Regions from separate parts of the Rattus norvegicus genome. Here region 2 is linked to region 1. Evidence: chromatin contacts called from public Hi-C data. All regions are on one chromosome and are shown on one strand. The core of a region is the stretch at or near the end of the contact, and the rest is flanking DNA. Distances in the headings are between cores, read along the strand shown. Region 1 holds the start of Tspan13 (tetraspanin 13). Region 2 overlaps Bzw2 (basic leucine zipper and W2 domains 2).

Region 1 (3,323 bases), core at 251-2,750:
GACTGGATTCCTAAGAACTAACCAGAAAAAAAAAAAAACATACGCCATCGATGCCTATTTCTGACTTGCCTTCAAAGCTTTGCCATCGTATCCAGACAAACACCAGGAAAAAAAAAAAAAAAAGGTAAAATGACCCGTGACCTGGTGTCTCTGCTTGTCAACCACAAGCGGCCTCTCTTGTCCACAGATGTAACCTAAGCTGGCCCAGATGGCCTGGCTCTGCTAATGCAGGGGAAACTGGGTTTGTTTTCAGGGTGGGTGCTGCAAGCACCAGGTGTATTTATAGAAGAGAACAAGTCTCCAATGGAATGAGATGACCAAAAGGAAGTTTCTTCCACGCAGTAGACAGCTTGTAGAAATGTCTAGATTTCCACAGCTTGGTTCCAGCCCAGACTCACAGACTACACCAGCTATGAAAACTTAGTAAAGCTCTTTTTGGTCTTTACCGTTATAAAATTTAGACAACTCCGCTTGCCACAGATAAATAACAAAATGACAAATGAAAAGGCTGGGGTGTTGAAGGTTTTCAATAAACATCACCTCATCTTCCTGCTGTCCAGTCACAATTACGCTTCAAAAAAATCAAACTGAGCTTTCCACGTTAAAGCAGGGAGAAAAAAAAAAATAAAAACGACTTGGGTGGAGAATTATATACTGAAGGACTTCACCTAAAATGGAGCTAGAAAAAGGTGGGGAGGGAGATAGCATGGGAAAAGCATCAAGTTGCGACTTCACTGGCAGGAACATCAACAAAGAGACTTTATGTAAGCACGAAACAAACTTCGGAAGCCGCGGATATCCTGTGAACCTGCTCGATGGCCTCCATTCAAACGACAGCTCTCAGAGCTGAGCCAGAAGCGCGCCATCCACAGGCCGCCTAGTCCATTCCAGGCCACGCTATCAGGCAAACCTGTCCCCTAAGCCAGGGCTGCTCTCCAGCCTCCGAACACTCTCCAGATGGGATGGCCAGCCCAGAGCGTGCGGCTGGAGGGACTGAGATGGGAGCGTGGGGAGGGATGAGAGAGTGGGGAGGACTAGGCGAGTGGGAAGGGACCCGAAAGTGAGGGGCTGCGGAGAGCAGGGCGAGGGGCGAGCGAGCGCCACAATGAAGGACGGGCGGAGACTGCGACAAGCAGGCTCGGGGTCCCGGGCGGGGGCTGCGGGCGAAGCTGGGGCGTGGGAAGCCCGCAAGGGGTGCGGGATGGGGCACAGGCGAATACTCAAACCCGGAGGAGGCCGACAGCCCCCGCAGGTGGCACCGGGCGCGGGCTACTCACGGTGTATAGCAGGTTGAGCGCGCACAGGCAGTTCTTGGAGCACGAGAAGCCCCCGCACACCATCGTGGCGCGTGGGCTAGCGGGCGCCTGCGGGTCGAGGCGTCCTCCGAAGGGCTGGGCGAGTAGCTGCTGGATCCCGGCCTTCTGGGCCTGTAGCCGGGGTTGGGCTCAGGGCTCCGGTTCGGGGTTCAGGCTCGGGGCTGCAGTGCCGCGCCCGCAGCGGCTCCCACCCGCTCTGCAACCTGCGGCCGCAGCAGATCCGCCGATCGAGCGCCCCGCCCCGCCGCCCCGTCTCGCCCTGCACTCTGATTGGCCACTGCCAGGGAACAAAGGTAGAGATATGCAAATCAATGCGCTCGTCAGGCCTCGATCCGGGAGAGGCGGGGACCTCTGCGGAGGAGGAGGAGGAGGGGTCCTAGCCTGTCAAGAGGGAGCGGAGCCTCCGGCTCCAGAGACTGAGGCCTCCGTGACATTTCTTTCCCCCCATCCCCCGCCCCCCATCCTAGGTGAGCAGCAGAGGGCGGGGCTCCACGGTGGCAGGAGAAATGACAACACCTCTCTCCATTCTTGCCCTATGGGTGACGTGGCACCATTTTGAATGAGATGATAAAACAAATCGAAGCACCTGGCCTCGTTTGAATGAAAGAAGATAAGAAGGATTTATAGAGAACAAGGGTGGAGGCAATGAAAGGAAAAACAGAAGTGAAAGACTAAAAAGAGCAAATAAAAACCCGTTTCTCTCAACATAGGTAAGAAATGTAACCAGTGATTGTGACAGATTTCAGATTAAGAGGACTTAGTCTACAGAGGTTTGAGAAATACTAATAAAATCGCTTCTCGGCCTTTTGGCTAAGATCAAGTGAGAAATACTAATAAACCTTATGAATGCATATGTGCAAAAGAAATCAAGGACCTTTATTCTTGTAGTGGGGTCCTGAATTTCAGCGGCTGGTTTTTGCATGAGTAAGAGCTAGGAAGCCTTTCAATAGCAGACTCTGTTAATTTATTTACTTTACTTGCTGCATCTTAAATCCTGATTCCTCACCTCTAACAAGAATATTAGAAATATATCGTGCAGTTTTTGATAGACCCCCCCAGCATAGAATAAAGTCTTGTATCAGATGTGATCAGTCCAGTTGATGTGTTTTAAGGCACTCCCTACTGTGTTCCAACTGTTAAGCCGGTAGAGAAGGCTTCGTTATTTCATAGTATTTTCTACCAATAAAAATTCTACCAATAGATTTTTTTTTCTTTTTTCTTTTTTTCGGAGCTGGGGACCGAACCCAGGGCCTTGCGCTTGCTAGGCAAGCGCTCTACCACTGAGCTAAATCCCCAACCCCCTACCAATAGATTTTATAAAGAGCTTTTTAAGGACCTGAAATGTTGGCTCAGCTGTTAAGGGCACTTACTGCTCTTGCAGAGGACCCCAGCACCCAAATGGCACTCACGATGTCTGTAACTCCAGTCCGAGGGGATCCAGTGCCCTCCTCTGACCTCAGTGGACATCAGGCTTGTACATGGTACACACGTATACATGAAGGCAAAACACTCATAAAATACTAAACTAGATCTTTTAAAAAGAAAGATTTTCAAATTCACTGTCCATTTTGAGCCTAAAAACTTCACATGGTTAGGTGAATGTATGTGTCAAAAAAAAATTTGACTTAAACAAGTTACTTAAATACATTCTCTTCAAATACCCCAACCTCTTCATACTTCTTTAAATCTCACCATACAAACACTCATGGATTTTATGTTTTTTGTAATCCTTCTCAATCTTGCATATATCCCCAGAAACATTTTTTAAAAATTAGTATGGGAAACGACCCTCCACTCCAAACTATACTACTCTACTTTTCTTTCTAAAATCCAGATTTTAAAGACCTGTGTAGTGGTGCATGTCTTAAATCCCAGTACTCTGGAGGCAGAGGCAAGCAGATCTCTGTGAGTCCCAGGCTAGTCAAAGCTGTGTAGGGAGACTGTTTTAAACTACATAAGTGAAAATAAACTAAGCCATTTACAAAGAAGTGTCAACAAGAAAATCCA
Region 2 (3,269 bases), core at 182-2,681, 75 kb after region 1:
TATATAATTACGCTCGTTCCCTATAGCCAAGAAGCAACCAGTTCATCCCGTCTTCTGGCAGCTTCTGACCAGTAAGAAGTGTTCAGGTGTCTAACTAGCAAGGCTCCTGGTGAAGGGCATCCTGAGCCCATGCCTTCTCTTTCTGTGACATGGCCAATCTCCAGAACCTTCCCCAGTTAGCATCTGTAGTGTTCCTCCCTAAGGATAGGCTTGTGACCTCTGCCTTACGCACCTCTGTTCTCACAGAGCTTCAACAATGACAGAGGCACAGGGGCGGAGCACGGACGGTACCTTTATAAAAGAGAACCACGATCTTCTGGAAGGCTTTCATGAAGTGGATGTTGTCATAGCAGTATTCCTGAACCTTCTGCAGGAGGACAAGCTCTGACTGGCCTTGGGAACTGAACACGGCCAGCAGGGGAGCGTATTGCTAGAACAGAGCAGAGGGAAAAGGTGTGTGACCTGGAGCCAACACTCTTGGAATCTCAACAGCGCCTTGGAGGCCCCTTTCGCGGTTATTATGTTATGTCCAATTAGAGTGAATTTTATACCAGTGTATACTCTATTCACTGTATCCTCAACTGTATTACAAGCAACTACACAACCCTTTGTGTATATTGGGAACTGTGGAATTGAAATCACATCCTCACAGGCTATGGTGCAGCCCAGCTCTACTGTGAGGATGGTGGGATTCTCCTTCCCTGTGTCCCAGGCACTGCAAGCCACCTGAAGGATCTCTTTCTGTTATTCCTGAATCCCAGATATCTTTGACTTTCCGTTAGTGCTAGAGAGCTTTTTCTAAGACCTACTCACTTCCCTTTCATAGAGACGTTCCCATCTGGAACAGTGTTTCTTCCCCCGACCTCAGAGACACTGAAAGTCGTCTATGACCACTTAGGTCACATTCTGACCTCGACTTCCTAACTGAATTCTCCATGCAAGATCTCCTACTGTTTCTGCTCGCCATAGTGCCAGGGCATGCTGTACCTCAAAATAGTCAACCGACACAGTCAATTTACTTCTCTAATCCTAATGTCTATTCATAGCTTACTTAAATCAAAGATTCTGGCTTCTATTTTTCCCTATGGAACACAGTCGATAATTAGCTCACATTTCTTGTTAACGTATGACGCTACAGGTGACTGTATATTTCCGATGTCTTTTAACGAGAACCCATCTGGAGATGTTTCATGCCTAAACATTTTAGGCAGCGGCAGATTTGAGAAGGAAAATGACGTAGCCAGGGTTGGCTCTGGGGAAATGGGCTCTGCATTCACTAGCTCTTTCGTTTCTCGTTATTTGTGACAGGGTCTCACGTAGCCAGGACGGGCCTAGAACTGATCTGCATGACGCCACCTTCTCAGTGCTTGGGGTTTCAGGGATGCGCTGGCTCTACCCGCCACACCGTCAGGAGGTGCAGCTGACCCGCCTCAGAGCTGGTTCCCTTCAAACGCCCGTTACCTTCAGGTGCTTAAGAGCCTGCTCAGCAACCAGCTCCTCCTTCTTGTTCCATTCCACAGCGTTCATGACGCAGGTCCACAGCAGCCCGATCACAGCTGTCTCCGGAAGGTCGTTCCTTTTCATTTCCTCTTTGACGTAAAGCACCACCTACGTTTCATGGAAAAGAGTCGGAGAGGAACAACTGAGCAACCATAAATGCTGGGGCTATTCCTCTCCACGGCCTGGGGCAGGGTGGAAAATCCTGGGTTCAGCCTCTCCATCCCTAATACACATCCTCCAATGATAAATGAGAAGTATAGAAGCTGCTAGATGACATAGAGTAAGAGAAAGGCTTAGCTTCCTGGACAACCATTCTATGGGGGAACCCTTTGGGTCCAGCAGAGTAGGGCATTTGAGTCAGGCTGACTTATCATGGGTGCGAAGTAAGCAACAGCTCTGTGAATTTTTCTGTTGCTTAAAATTAAACTTCTTGATGTTTATCCTTTCAGTCCTGCTCTTGAGATGACTCTCCCGCCCCATCCCAGTGAAGAGCCAATAGGTAAAGAACCTGAACGCAAAGGCACCACCTCCCTCCTTCCCCTCCCCAATTTCCAGACAGGGAACCTTGATAAATACACGAGGGTGACCTTGAACTTACTGCTCCTCTCCTCACCACCTAGCTGCTGAGATTAGCTACCATACCTGGTTTATGAGGCACTGACATTGAACTGAAGGCTCCTATGTACCAAACAAGCCACACCCCAAATCCTGTCACTTTCTTTCCTCGATTCACGTCAATCCAGTGTATTCTGCAATTAGCAATACATCCATTCCCCTCCCTTATGGTGAGAAGATAACTGTTTTCTTTACTCCTGAACTTCAGAAACAGAGGACTGGCTGGGTACCTTTAGAGAGAAGTGGCAACCCGAGACTCAGACCTGCCTGGGACCCTCGAATGACTAGGAACAGGGACTGCTGCATCTAAAACCATCACTGTGGTTTTCCTTGTAGCTCACACCTCACTCTGTGCGTATGAGAGTCAAGCACAGCTCTAGTTTGAAGAAAATGGCTGCAGCTGCTGCAGGCTGCAGGCTGAAAGAGCGTCTGTTGTTCTAACACCTCCACCTGGTGGACAGTTAGCAGTTTGAGCTTCTCCAGCCCCCACTCTCTCGAGAAGCCAGGTAAGGCTCAGAGTACAGCAGATACAGCTGAAACTCAAGGATTTGGGAGTAGGAGGAGGACTCCCCAGCTAAAGTTTGAGTTTATCATGTAGAAAGGGTGGTTTTTTCTTTCAGCTTAAACAATGCCTTTCCAGATGTGTAGACAGTCATTGCTCTCTAACACATGGCAAACCATGCTTAAGCACGGTTCCAAAACCGGTAGCCTTTACAGAGCTCTTATAATGGGGTACATAAGATGCTGGCCCAACTGATCTTTCCCTGTGTGGATTTGTGTTTTCTTCTTCAAAGACGCTGGAATATAGCCCAATGGTGGGGCTCTTGCTGTGTATGCACACGGTCCTGGGTTTGACTCCAGGGGCCATGAAAATAGAAACAAGCAACACATTCATACCCAGTGATGCAAAATGCCCACGCCTTGACACTAAGTGCTAGTTAATGCTCGCACCAGGTAGAGAATCGACAGTTCAACGGAAATCATCACTGTGTGGGAGATTTTACCAGCAGAGCGCCAAGTCTGCGTGTTGACAAAACCGTTTGATAATCATGGCAGCCTGGTGAAAATGAGCAGTGTGAGCCAAAATAACGTCAGTTTCTAGAATACTCCCAAATATAACAAAATAGGATTTTGAGTCAGTACTTTGAGCCAAC

Evidence for each region. Hi-C and Micro-C count contacts between places; a contact is called where the count stands out from the background.
Region 2: a contact with region 1 is called in a Hi-C map of frontal cortex, with 2.6 times the contacts expected there. The contact joins the enhancer-like site here to the promoter of Tspan13 in region 1. A contact is called at or near these places in 2 of 12 Hi-C or Micro-C datasets (frontal cortex and prefrontal cortex).

What each region holds. Positions count from the first base shown.
Region 1 is chr6:58,491,304-58,494,626 of GRCr8, forward strand. It overlaps Tspan13 (tetraspanin 13), which reads right to left and starts at 1,501. Exons shown (of 6, transcript NM_001013244.1): 1 at 1,278-1,501. The coding sequence starts at 1,340. LOC134479367 (a long non-coding RNA gene) reads left to right here and starts at 1,890. Exons shown (of 2, transcript XR_010052637.1): 1 at 1,890-2,026.
Region 2 is chr6:58,566,685-58,569,953 of GRCr8, forward strand. It overlaps Bzw2 (basic leucine zipper and W2 domains 2), which reads right to left. Exons shown (of 12, transcript NM_134402.3): 9 at 1,462-1,608; 10 at 292-430. Among named protein-coding and RNA genes, the nearest start is that of Bzw2, 48 kb to the right of the region's middle. Within about 2 kb of position 1,432, at least 6 of the 93 cell types and tissues checked have an H3K27ac peak or open chromatin away from gene starts, as enhancers often do.